Linked DNA regions of Sus scrofa: region 1 is linked to region 2. The links are chromatin contacts, called in public Hi-C maps. All regions are on one chromosome and are shown on one strand. The core of a region is the stretch at or near the end of the contact, and the rest is flanking DNA. Distances in the headings are between cores, read along the strand shown. Region 1 has its middle 15 kb from the start of PDE8A. Region 2 overlaps PDE8A (high affinity cAMP-specific and IBMX-insensitive 3',5'-cyclic phosphodiesterase 8A).

The links. A called contact is a pair of places that touch in the nucleus more often than the background predicts.
Region 1: a Hi-C map of retroperitoneal adipose tissue shows a contact between it and region 2, with 2.0 times the contacts expected there. The contact joins two enhancer-like sites. A contact is called at or near these places in 1 of 5 promoter capture datasets (fetal liver), 25 of 47 Hi-C or Micro-C datasets (adipose tissue, alveolar macrophages, blood and 13 more) and 2 of 2 datasets of contacts at active chromatin or transcription factors (alveolar macrophages and skeletal muscle).

What each region holds. Positions count from the first base shown.
Region 1 is chr7:52,570,557-52,577,142 of Sscrofa11.1, forward strand. No RefSeq gene overlaps it. Among named protein-coding and RNA genes, the nearest start is that of PDE8A, 15 kb to the left of the region's middle. Within about 2 kb of position 4,700, at least 15 of the 83 cell types and tissues checked have an H3K27ac peak or open chromatin away from gene starts, as enhancers often do. A contact at or near this core is called in alveolar macrophages, retroperitoneal adipose tissue and spleen, where this site is marked.
Region 2 is chr7:52,483,019-52,489,620 of Sscrofa11.1, forward strand. It overlaps PDE8A (high affinity cAMP-specific and IBMX-insensitive 3',5'-cyclic phosphodiesterase 8A), which reads right to left. Exons shown (of 22, transcript XM_021098898.1): 2 at 4,191-4,247; 3 at 2,672-2,862. The coding sequence starts at 4,217. Among named protein-coding and RNA genes, the nearest start is that of MIR9848, 70 kb to the right of the region's middle. Within about 2 kb of position 5,258, at least 12 of the 83 cell types and tissues checked have an H3K27ac peak or open chromatin away from gene starts, as enhancers often do. A contact at or near this core is called in alveolar macrophages, retroperitoneal adipose tissue and spleen, where this site is marked.

The DNA.
Region 1 (6,586 bases), core at 3,450-5,949, 87 kb after region 2:
GATTTGTTTAGTCAGGAACACGTGACACACCCACCCACACCCCACCTCCATCAATATCAATGGGATGGGGCGTTCTGGGGGATGGTGTAGGGCGGGGTTCTGGAAAAAGCTTTCCTCACTCTGAAAAAGAGGCCCACGAGGGACACTGGGCCACTTTCTGCCTCAGGAATGGCTGGGTGAGGAAGGGATGCCTAGAGCTGTTTCAGCTACCTGGCCACCGAGAGAAGAAGCTGCCAACACCTCAGGATGGCAGAGTGGAAAGATGGACAGAACCTGCGTCATCTCTGTCCTGAGGGTCATCACGGGAACTGTGGGGTTAATCACCTCTGGTTGCCTAACATCTGAACTCCTTGTTAGGCGGTGTAAACATTTTTGTTGAGCAAGCTCTTTTCAGTTGAGTCTTCTTATCTGCAGCCCAAAGCACTCTACCTTACATTCAAGGCTGCCAAATCTCCGTCCCTTTTTATTTTTCATTTTTTCCTTTTTAGGGCCATACCCTGAGGTTCCCAGGCTGGAGGCTGAATCGGAGCTGCAGCTGCCGGCCTACAGCCACAGCCATGTGGGATCTGAGCCACATCTGCAACCTACACCACAGCTCACAGTAACGCTGGATTCCCAACCCACTGAGCGAGGCCAGGGATGGAACCTGCATCCTTGGGATACTAGTGGGGTTTGTAACCTGATGAGCCACAAGGGGAACTCCTCCCTGTCCCTTTTAGATCTAATATTTTGTGATTCCACTTCTCTTTTCATAGAGGAAAACAGGCTTGGCAAAAGGGGACCTTGTCCAAGGCCACAGCATACGTGTGGCAGAGCCAGGACCCCCAGGCCGCTGCATTCTCTCCCACCACAGCCCTTTGCCTGAGCCCTTCACACAGTGATGGAGATCAGTGCAAGCAAGACAGTTCTTTTTTCTAAAAAATGCTTCATTGTGTCCCTCACAACGTCTCTGAGTGGAAGGGGAGTTTGGGGTTGGAAAAAGATGACCCTAGATGACATCCCACCCTGCAGCTTGCCCCTCTGCCTGTGTGCCCTTGGGATCCAGAAGAATCCAGAAGTCAGGCAGTGGCAGGACTCTCTTTCCCAGCACATAGTTAGTGTGCTTGGCGGTGATAGTGTTGCCCGCTTGCATGGGCCACCCAGCTACCCTGCTCCCAGCTGCAGCTGATCCAGGAGATCAGAGCAGGTGAACTTAAGAAGCCTCAGCTTCCAGAGTTCCTGCTGTGGCGCGAGATTGGCAGCACCTTGGGCGCACTGGATCACAGGTTTCATCCTTGGCCTGGCACAGTGGGTTAAGGAGCCGGTGTTGCTGTGGCTGTGGCTTAGGTTGCCGCTGCAGCTCAGATCTGATCTTTGGCCCAGGAACTGCATATGCTGTGAGGTGGCCAAAAATGAAACAAACAAACAAACAGCCTTCTCTTCCCTCTGAAATGTGAGTGCTTGCCAGTGACCACATGAAGGCCTCAGAGAATTCTGATTTCTGGCCTACCTTGGATAGGAGGCCAGACTGGTGTAAATTTAGTGTCCTCCTGGCCCTTGGTAGCAACTTCTGAGATCCTCCTGGCTGATGGCCGTGCAAAGGACAGAACCTGGGGGTCTCTGCTGGAATTAGCCCCATCCCGAAGGGAAGCAGGGACCCTCAGACAGGAAAGAAAGAAGAAGGACTCCACCCTCCACAGAGACGCAGCCACAGAGCTAGCTGCAGAACCAAAATCATTACAACAAACTTTCTTTTTTCTTTTTCCCTATGATTATTTAGGCATATACAAGCTAGGTTTTCCCTCCTCTCACAGTGCTTGTTCTTGGACCCTGGATGATGAGGTCAGATTTGTGAGTGACAGTCACAGGGGGTACCTGCAGCCTGGGAGCTCACCTTTTTCTCTTCCCTCAACAAAGCTGATGGCCTAGGTTTACCCTCTGGTTTTAGTCAAGGGCTTCGGCTGTAAGTCACAGGAGCCAACTCTAGCTGCCTTAAGCAAAAAAAGGGAATTTGGGGGAAGGGCTATCAGGAGGCTTTGGGCTGCAAGTAGCACAATAACAAAAGAACTTCTCTGGAGTTCCCGTCGTGGCGCAGTGGTTAACGAATCCGACTAGGAACCATGAGGTTGCGGGTTCAGTCCCTGCCCTTGCTCAGTGGGTTAACGATCGGTGTTGCCGTGAGCTGTGGTGTAGGTTGCAGACGCGGCTCGGATCCTGCGTTGCTGTGCCTCTGGCGTAGGCCGGTGGCTACAGCTCCGATTCAACCCCTAGCCTGGGAACCTCCATATGCCGCGGGGGCGGCCCAAAAAATAGCAACAACAACAACAACAACAACAACAACAAAAGACAAAAAGACGAAAGACAAAAAAAAAAAAAAAAGAACTTCTCTGAGTGGCTCAGGGTTAAGAACCCAACTAGTATGCACAAGGACATGGGTTCAATCCCTGGCCTCACTCAGTGGGTTAAGGAGCCTGCATTGCCGTGAGCTGTGATGCAGGTCACAGACATGGCTCAGATCTGGCATTGCTGTCACTGAGGTGCAGGCCAGCAGCTGCAGCTCTGATTCACCCTAGCCTGGGAACTTCCATATGTCACAGGTGCGATCCTAAAAAGCAAACAAAAAACAAACAAACAAACACCAACAGGACTTCTTATGTTACCTAGCAAGAAGTCAGGCAGCAGGTGCTCCAAGACTGGCCCAGTAGCTCAGTGAGGTCATGTGGTACCAACATGGAGCAATGAGGCCCACCTCCTGGGACTCGAACCCTTGCATAGTCCCTCCTCCTTTAAATAGCACTGGCCAGTCTAGCCAGTAGGAGACTGCAGAAATGACAGACAGCATGTGACTTCAAGGCAATGTGGTAAAAGTCACTGTGGTCGCCACCTCCTTCTGTGCCTTGGGTCACTCGCTCTGGAGGATGCCAGCTGCTATGGGGTGAAGTCACTCAGGAAGCTTTTGGGAGGCTCATGTAGAGAGGAGCTGAGGCCTCTTGCCAACAGCCTGGTGAGTGAGCCATCTTGGCAAATGGATCCTCCAGCTCCAATCAGGCCTTCAAAGGACTGCAGCTCCGGACACACAGTTTAACCGCAACCTCATGAGAGAACTCAGGCCAGGAACACTGGCTTAGCTACACTGAGCTAGGCCTTGGACTGAGTTTCCACATCCCACCCTCACAGCACCCATGCAGCAGGCTTTATTATTCCCCCATGCTGCAGCCCAGGAAACCAGGACGTGGCTGAAATGGGATACAACCAAGTCCTCCCATGGGGGTTGGGCTGGAAGAGCTGCCCCATTTCTGCTTACCTGGAGCACTTCGGAAATCCCCTGTTTGGACTTCCTGTTGTGGCTCCATGGTTGATACACCTAACTAGTAGCCATGAGGACATGGGTTCAATCCCTGGCCTTGCTCAGTGGGTTAAGGATCCGGTGTTGCCATGAACTGTGGTGTAGGTTGCAGACATGGCTTGGATCCTGTGTGGCTGTGGTATAGGCCAGCAGCTGTAGCTCCAATTGGCCCCTTAGCCTGGGAACCTCCATGTGTTGTGGGCATGGCCTAAAACAAACAAAAAAAGAAACCCCCTATTCTAGGCCACTTGCCCTTGGTCTCTTGTTCCCCAGTTCTTCCTCCACTATGGGGCTCAGCTAAGTACCTTCCAAACCCTCCACCTCCTGGTAGGGCCAGAGGGAATCCTTACTCTCTGGTTCACTAAACCTGTGCCTGCACATAACCCTGCCTGTGCCATCACTCCCCAGCTGACAAGGCACCCTCAGCCTTATCCACAAACACAGACAGTTCCTGGGTGTCACAGGTGCACCTGCAGGCAGTACTTCCAGGAACAGCGATGCTTTGTTAGAAACAAGGCCACCTAGGGCATGATGCAACACCCCCTGGGGGGGGGTTCCCCTCCAAAGTGGCCCCAGGAGAGGCCCCGGCAGAGGCTAGTCCCTACAGGGCTGCTGCCGGAGACACCCACACTGTCTGGGGCCAGGTCTCTCCTGGGGATTTAGGCTTATGCAATTTTTCCTCGAGTTTCATTTCCTTTTTCTTTTTGCTCTCTATGTTCATTATTATGTCTGTGTCTAAATGAATATTGTGCAGCTCCTATGTCAGTGAACAAGAAGTAGCTAGGGAGTTCCCACTGTGGCTCAGTGGAAAAGAACCCAACTCGAACCCATGAGGATGAGGGTTTGATCCTTGGCCTTGCTCAGTGGGTTAAGGATCTGGCGTTGTCTTGAGCCACAATGTAGGTCGCAGATTTGGCTCGGATCCCATGTTGCTGTGGCTGTGGTGCAGGCCAGCAGCTATAGCTCCGATGTGACCCCTACCTGGGAACTTTCATATGCCGCGAGTACAGCCCTAAAAAGCAAAAAAAAAAAAAAAAAAAAAAAAAAGAGAGAGAAGTAGTTAATAGTCCCCTCCCAGAAGGGGGAGGATCAGAGCAGGACAGTGGGTTAGGCTGTCACCATTCATTTGAGAACCAGTGACTTTGAAACTGCTTTTAGGAAGGGGAACCATTTTGTCATAGGAAATGAGAACAGGAAGCACTGAAGCCTTTGGTGAGATGGGAGCAGAAAATTCAGCTTAACGTCAGCCCCTCCCTGCCAGGAACATCCCCCCGCCCCGCCGTCCCCTGCCTCCAGCTCTGTGGAGAACAGCGAGCAGTTTCAGGCCGGCCCCCTCCCCCACTTCAGGAAGCCTAACAAACCAGCATCTGTCAGGGCTTTAGTCCTATTTCTGTACCTTTAGGATTAGCTGCAGGAGGTGCCGCTGTGTGTGCCAGAAGACCTTAAATAACAGAAGCGTAAACAACCTAGATGTCTCTTTTTCTTGCAGGTAAACAAAGCCCAGAGGGAGTAATCAGAGATGCAGGCTCAGATGATCCAGGCACTGGACCATCTGAGCGGCCTGAACTCACTGTAAGCACCACTCCAGCAGCGTAGCCTTGCGCCACCCCCAGCCCCAGGTTCCACCGCGTGGTTCCAAGCCTGCTTCTCTCACATCTGCATTCTAGCTGGAAGGAAGGAGGGAGGGAGGGGGAATGTGAGGTGACCAACTCTGCTGGCTGGCCCAGGACAGAGGATCACCCGAGATGAGGAGCTTTCTCTGCTAAAGTCAGGAGAGCCTCAGGCAAACAGGGACATGCTGATCACCTAGATGAAGGGTCTGGACCCTCCCTTAAGGACACTTTTTGGAAGTCATATATGTTTCTTTTATCTCATTGGCCAAAACTTAGTCACATGGCCCCATTTAGCTGCAAGGAGGCTGGGAAGTGTTGGTTTATTCTGGGGGCCGTATGTTCAATTAAACACTTCATGTAAGAAAAGAAGAAGGGAGTTCCTGTCGTGGCTGAGTGGTTAATGAGTCCGACTAGGAACCATGAGGTTGCAGGTTGGATCCCTGGCCTTGCTCAGTGGGTTAAGGATCCAGCGTTGCTGTGAGCTGTGGTGCAGGTCGCAGATGCAGCTCGGATCCTGCATTGCTGTGGCTGTGGTGTAGGCTGGCAGCAACAGCTCCAATTAGATCCCTAGCCTTGGAACCCCTATATGCCGCGGGAGTAGCCCTAGAAAAGGCAAAAAGACCAAAAAAAAAAAAAAAAAAAAAAAAAAAAAAAAAAAAAAAGGAAAGAAAGAAAAAGAAAAAGAAAAGTGGGAGGAATAGCCATTGGAGTCAACGCTCGCGGTCCCTACTGGCTTCCCTCCCTCATCCCAGCCACTCCCACCCTCTGAGCATGTCCTGCTGCCGCAGCATCTCACACAGATATGGGCTTTTTGCTTGGCTGTGACCTTTATTTTCCTGCTTGGCTGCAGTTAAAATTTCCCTTCAGCAATGTGGCTTCCACCTGTCCTGGGTATCCCCACACCAGCCAGTCCCAAATCCAGACAGCAGACAGGACTGCTGGAGACAGCGCTTCCTAAACTGCCTCAACCAGACTGCCATGCAGGCTGGGCGCTGGGCTTCCTTGTTATCATGATTTTGCTTTTCAGGGCCTCACTCGAGCCATATGGAGGTTTCCAGGCTAGGGGTCGAATCAGATCTGTAGCCACTGGCCTACGCCACAGCCACAGCAACGCCAGATCCAAGCCACATCTGTGACCTACACCCAAGCTCACATCAACACCAGATCCCCGACCCACTGAGCGAGGCCAGGAACTGAACCCATGTCCTCATGGATATTAATCGGGCTCATTACTGCTGAGCTGCAATGGGAACTCCCTGGGCTTCCTTAATAAAGAGCTTCGAAAGCAAGGATATCCCAAGGCTTGGGGGCAGGGCAAAGAGGGTCACAGCAACCTTCTCCCCCCACCCCCACCCCCTGCTTCCCTCCTTTCCCTTCCCCGCCCCTTCCTTCCTCCTCATCAGACATCAGGTACTGAAGGTACCATGATACACAAAATAGACACAGTTCCTGCATCCGAGAGCTTACAGATTAGCCTTTGGAACAAAGGAACACTCCTGTATAACAGGTATGCCAAAGGCCAAGATAGGAACTTTGAGGGAGTGTCGTGGGAGGCCTAGAGCAGATTCCCAATCCAGACTCGGAGGTTCAGAGAGTGTCCTAGAGCGTATGATCGAGTTTGGTCCTGAGGACCAAGTAGAAGCTGGCT
Region 2 (6,602 bases), core at 4,008-6,507:
GTGAGCTGTGTAAGTGAATGGAGAGAGCAAGCAGGTTCAGGAAGGGGAGACTGGAAAGATTCCTGAAAGAGCAGTCCCTTGGTGGGCAGGCACCCATAAATGGATGATCTAAAGGGAGAGAAACCAGGGCCCACTCTTACCCCTAGAAAACTCACTATAAATGGCACAAGAGCTCTGACCCCCAAATCCTCAGCCAACAAGACAAAGATGATGTGGTAGAACACAGCAAATGGGAAAGATGTCAGATTCTTGGCCAGGACACAGCCATCAGGGAAGGAATGTAACTGAGGTGCATTTGCAGAGGTCTGCTCTCTGGATAACAGGGGGATGACTGCTATGCTTCCTCTTCACTCATCCACCAAACCTAGAGTGAGATTTTCAGTTCTGGAGCCATGATTAAAAGAGTTCTTGAAGGGAAGAAGGTCCTCAGAGGAGGCCCCCCTTGCTGGGTCTGGAATATGAAACCACTGCGAGAAGCCACTGACAGCAGTGAGGATGTGCTCTACCCAGAAAAGACCATTCCTGCCCTCAAATGGCAGCAATCTGGGAAAGAGGATGAGAGCAGTTCCAGGGACCTGTGAGCCAAATACGAAGGTGAAACTTCTGAAACTCAGAGCTTTCCCTTGGGAAGCCCTGACCCTGAGCAGAGGCTGGATGGAAGCTGGAGGGATTTGGGAGAGGACATGCACACATGACAGTCTATGCTTCTCTAAAACCACATAGTAAGCAACCGACGTCACTGTCTCTATTTTTAAATTGTATAATTTTTTTTTTTTTTTTTTGGTTGCAGTGTGCGGTGGCTTGGAGTGGGATCTCAGTTCCCACACCAGGGACCAGCAGTCAAAGCACTGTGTTAAAACCACTAGACCACCAGAGAACTCCCTGTTAAATTGTACCAATTTTAACTTTATATACATTTAAAAATATGCTGAACAAATTAACCCTATTTGTTTACAATATTCCCCAAATGTGTAACAATAGCATATTTTCCTCCCTCAAAAAACAGAGCATAATCATATGTTATGTGTATTTCACCACAATAAAAAGAAAGTAGGGCATGGCTAGCACAACTTAATCTTTCTTTTATAAACACAAGATGACCCAGCAGAGCCATCTCTGTGAGTACGAATTTCCACTGTCTAGCACGTTATCTGTGGCCGGCTATGGACCTGACTGAACAAGACAAAGAAGCCAAGTTTTCCTCAGCACCTCGCCCCTCTGTCACCTTTTCTATTTGTGCCCCCCAGCCCTCCTTAGATACTTCTCCTGCCTCGCAGTGGTCCCCCAAGACTGCCAGCACCAGAAAACTAAGATGTTTTACTAACCTTCTCCGAGTGCTCCCCATCAAAAGTTAGCGATAGCAAGAATCTTGGAAACCAAGGGTTCCAAATTTACAGCTGAGAAAACACATCCCCAGAGAAGGCAGAGAGTTACCCAGAGGCAAACAGCTGGGCAGGGAAGAGCCCGGTGCTGGGCCCAAAGCTCTCTCCACATCTCCCATGGATGTGGCATCAGATAACACATCAAAAAAATCTGGGCTGGACCAAAAAAAAAAAAAAAAAAAAGTGGGCGGGGGGGTGGGGGTGAGGGAGAGCTCCTGTTGTGGTACAACAGGAGCCACTGGGGTGGGTTCGATCCCTGGCCCAGCACAGTGGGTTAGGGATCCTGCACTGCCACAGCTGTGGTTTAGGTTGCAACAGTGGCTCCAATCCCTGGCCTGGGAGCTCCATATGCTGTGGCACAGCCAAAAATCACACACACACACATACACACACACAAAAACCAACTAGGCTACAGTGACAATGTGGAAATAGGAAAGAAACACAAGTAGCACAGCAGGCACTAGATTCAGACCACAGGGAAGTTTGAGACCGCTGGAGGTGGGTCGCAACGGGGTGAGAGCCACCTCATCTGACTACCTGAAAGGTGAACTCTCACCACCAAGGAGACAAGGACATGGAAATGCCCATGTTCCTGCAAACAACCCTGTGATAAGATGTCATCTTTCTGGCAGCTCAGTTTTTAACTCCTGTTATACTTGGTTTTTAGTCTTTTCCATCTCCTGAAAGTCAAGATTTAAATGTCCTTAAAATTAATACATCATAAAATTTTAGATCATATATTAAAATGATGATTTTTCTTCCTCAAATAAAATTTTCTTTTAAATAAAATGGATCTTTCACTTTTGCCTTGCTTCCATCAGCAGCAAATGACTTTCTTTAAAAAGCATTTTTCTTAGATTTATGTCTGGATACCCAGAATTCTTTTTTGATATTGATATCTGCAGTGTCAGTAAAAAGCACATTCATCTAATGTTAGGAGACAAAATTTTCCAAATTTTTTATAACTTTAAAAACATCTAGAATATAATATAATATGCCTTGTTGCAGTACTATGAAGGTGACAGTTGTCGTTAATTACACATAGGGTTTCATCTTAACCCTTAATGGTTCTCATTCACAAATTCTTACTGTTTTAAGCAAAGCAAAGCAAAACAAAAAAGATAAAGATCAAAGATCAGTCCTAGAAATAATGCTACTCTAATACCTTGCTTATTTTACATGCATGGAAGGCAACTTAAAAGACACTGAATTTAACCCGACAGATTTCTGGGCTGACTTTATTGTCACAAATGCGAGTGGGGATAGTGAGGCCTGGGTCTCAGGCTTACCTGCACAGCGCCTCTGCATCCAGCTGCCGGGGATTTCTGTGGTCTATGATGATGATGTCGTGATGTTTGTCCAGGAAACAGGCAAGGACAGTATGAGCCTCCTTGGTAACTGTACACTTAAACCCTGCTTTTTCACATGCCCTACAGAATCCATTACACTGGTTATCTTCTTTGGTAAACACTAAAAGTACCTGAATCAAAAAAGCATGAATACTTTAAAAAAAAAAAAGAATATTGCTAGAATTGTCATTTCTTAACAAGCCACAGAAAACTTGAAGCGTTTTCAAGGCAAGTACACAGCTGTGAACATTACCATCTGTTGAATAAATCCTTTTCCTACACGTAACTCAGAGATGTTATCACTCAGCTCCCTGAAATGAGTGCTATTCTATCCGTTCTTAGTCTAGAAGCCAGTGCATGGATCATATACTTATTTCTTTTGCTAACAAGCTCACTGGGAGAACTCAACAAAGACTTGATTATGTATTTTATCTTAAAACTGAATCAATTGAAACATATAAACATTTATTTTAGTTAATAATAAGTTAACTAGGTAGGTCCTTAGATGGCAAATGCTATGGTAATATTTCAGTCAAACTCCTAGAATACTTTTTTTTTTTTCTTTTTAGGGCTGCACCTGCAGCATATGGAAGTTCCCAGGCTAGGGGTTGAATCAGAGCTACAGCAGCTGGCCTACACCACAGCTGCAGCAACATGGGATCCAAACAGCATCTGCGACCTGTGCTACATGTGGCAATGCCAGATTCCCTAACCCACTGAGTGCAGCCAGGATCGAACCCACATCCTCACAGATACTAGTCAGGTTCACAACCCTCTAAGAGCCACAACAGGAACTCCCAGAATACCTAACACTTTAAATGATGCACTTTATTTAAATAATGCACCTAATACTTTAAATAATGCACCAATACCACAAATGGAAAGAATTAAAAGCAAGCATGTTTTGCCAGTCCCTTCATGTTTTAAAAGATGAGCATGCATTTGTGTAGAGGAAGCATCACCTAAATTTGGAGCTAAATTTCACTTGGCTATTTTATTTAATATTCTGGATTAGATAATTTATAGATAGTTTTTCTCTGCTAGAGCTGATTCAGCAACACAGAGTGGACCATGCCTTTACTTTTTATATTGGAAAATTTCAAACCTACAGAAAAGCTGTGAATGACAACGACTGCTGGTACATCCTTCTTCTAGTTTCATTAGTTGTTAACATTTTGCCACCTTTGCTCCCCCCACTCCCAAGTATACACATTATTTTATTGCTGAACCTTTTAAAATAGGTTGCAAACATTTCTTCATCACTAAATACCTCAATGCATATTCCTAAGAAAAGTACATTCTCTAGCTTGAGTACTATTACCAAGTTTAGGAAACTGAACATTGCTTCAATATCTTATTTAAAACAGAAGACTATTTTCAAGGTATAACTCTAAACCCACTCCTTCCCCCTCTGTAAAGAAAACCAACATGGAAATTACAGTGTGGTATATATTGTTACCTGAAGTTGATCTGGATGAAATCTCATGGGGCCAAATTGCACATCAGCTATTGCTACCTGTAAGAAAAAGAACTGCTTAAAAATGAAAAGAATGAAAAAAGGCAAGCTTGCTTTAAAGGTGGAGAGCAGGAGAAATAAAATGAGTGATCCCTGCCTCTTTTTCCCCAGCTGTGTGTGACTTTAGGCAAGTTACTCAACTTCCTTTAGCCTTGATTTCTCCCTTGTTACAAAGATCAAACAAGATTACAATATAAAGAGCCCCCCTAAATTAGACACTGAATAAACACTGTTCCTTCTATGTCCACTTATTTCCCCTGACAATGAAATCTTACATCTAGAATGGCACATAAATAATGAAATAAAAAAATCAGAAACACAAGACATCAGAGCCAAAGATTTTTGAGACGTTGTTGCCACTTTCATCATACAGAGGAGCAGTCAATGCTTATCAATACATGCTTATCTGAGAACTTAATACCAAGACACAAAGATAAACACAATGTCACAACCAAACCTCAGTGAGTAGTAATAGTCATAGTGCCAATGGAGGGCTGAGCACACGCTGGGCACTGTGCTAAGGGCTGAACATGTCATCTCATGATCTTGATCTTCGTAACATGATGAGAGATTTCAGTTGGAAAACTCAGTTTCCCAGCAGTTTATGTCCACACAGAAGCAAGTGGCGGCTGGGATTCCATTGACCAGTCTGTTTAGTTCTATAACCTGTGCTGCAGACCCAGGGCCCCTGGAAGGTTTGGGAAGTCTGTGCACTGCACAAAGGAACACAAGGGAGGGAAATATAGGGCTGAAATCCAGCATCAAGCCATAACCCCTGGCCCTCTGTGGCTACCCAAAAGAGACACATTTTTGCAATTTTTCCATAAACACTATATGTGTTGAAGGGACCCCTACCCTCCTACGGCCTCTGAGTGACGGTGTGATTCCATACTGAGAACAGAGCAGCAGCAGAACTAGATCTACTCACCTTCCCACAAGATACTCCCTGACTGCCCACCTCCCATCTCTCTCTCAAGCAGTGATCTAACCCACACTAAATACAGAAAACGAAACCCTTCTAGTGATAGAGGAAGTCTGTGTATATCTTTAACTGCTAGAAGCTGATGTCTACTAATTATGGGACACAGGCTCAGTTTCTGATTTGCTTTGTAGTAATTTCATCTCAGAAGGTGTAAGAGTGAGGGTGGCTACTACTCTGGACCTAAGACTGAGGAGGAAGGCCTGCAGTAGGGAGAAGCGTGAGCACAGACACCCCATGGCACCATCTAACCTCCTGAGCGGGGCAGCAACAGGCCAGCCTCGTATCAAGACGCACAGCTGGATGCTAAAGCCAGAGGTTCTGAGAGAAGATGATCTAGGAGGGCCAAGAAAGACTTGAAAGCCAGAGATCTGCTCTATGTAATCATACTCCCACAGAGCAGTGAGAAAGCAAGAGACACGCTGAGACAGCAGTCTGAACAATGAGTTTTTTGTGGGTTTTTCTGAACAAAGTTTAAAGAAATGGATGAATGAATGAACAAGAAATGATACAGGCCTACTGCTTGGAGAAGACAGTGGAACTACTCAGAAAAAAGAAAGAAAAAAAAATGAAAGGAAAACCATTTTGCTAATTTTCTACAGTATTGGGGGAGGGGGTGCAGTTTCATAAAAGAAAGCAGAAAACCCATCAGTAGGAGGGATGTGCCTCTGCCCAGGATAAAGTGGTTGTTAGACAGCATCTGGGTCCTCTGTGTAAACTGGGGACTGCAGCCTCTCACAGAGGATACACATGAGATTTGCTAGGAGGTATTATTAAGCAGATAAAAAATAAAGTCTGAGAGGAAGACAATATTCATGAAGAGCATAAAAACATGTTATACTAGGTCACAAAGAAAACCTTAAAACACATTCGTAAAAGTAAAAACTTAGGTGTTCCCGTCGTGGCTCAGTGGCTACTGAATCCCACTAGAATCTATGAGGATGTGAGTTCAATCCCTGGCCTTGCTCAGTGCGTTAAGGATCTGGTGTTGCCGTGAGCTGTAGAGTCACAGACGCAGCTCGGATCTGGCGTTACTGTGGCTGTGGAGTAGGCCAGCAGCTACAGCTCTCATTCGACCCCTAGCCTGGGAACCTCGATATGCCTCGCATGCAGCCCTAAAAAGACAAAACAAACAAACAAAAACTTGTATAGTTTTTATTTTCAACCACAATGCAATCAGGACAAAATTAAAAATGTAAGTTAAAAAAATACCCCCTCCCCGGAAAATTTTAAAATATTAACTCAGTTAATATTGGATTAAAGAGGAAATGAAAACTATACCTATGATTACTTTGAAAATAACAAAAATGAGAATGTCATGTACTAAGATATTAGTAAAATAATATCAAAATTATGGTTAGAGGCAAAATTCAGTC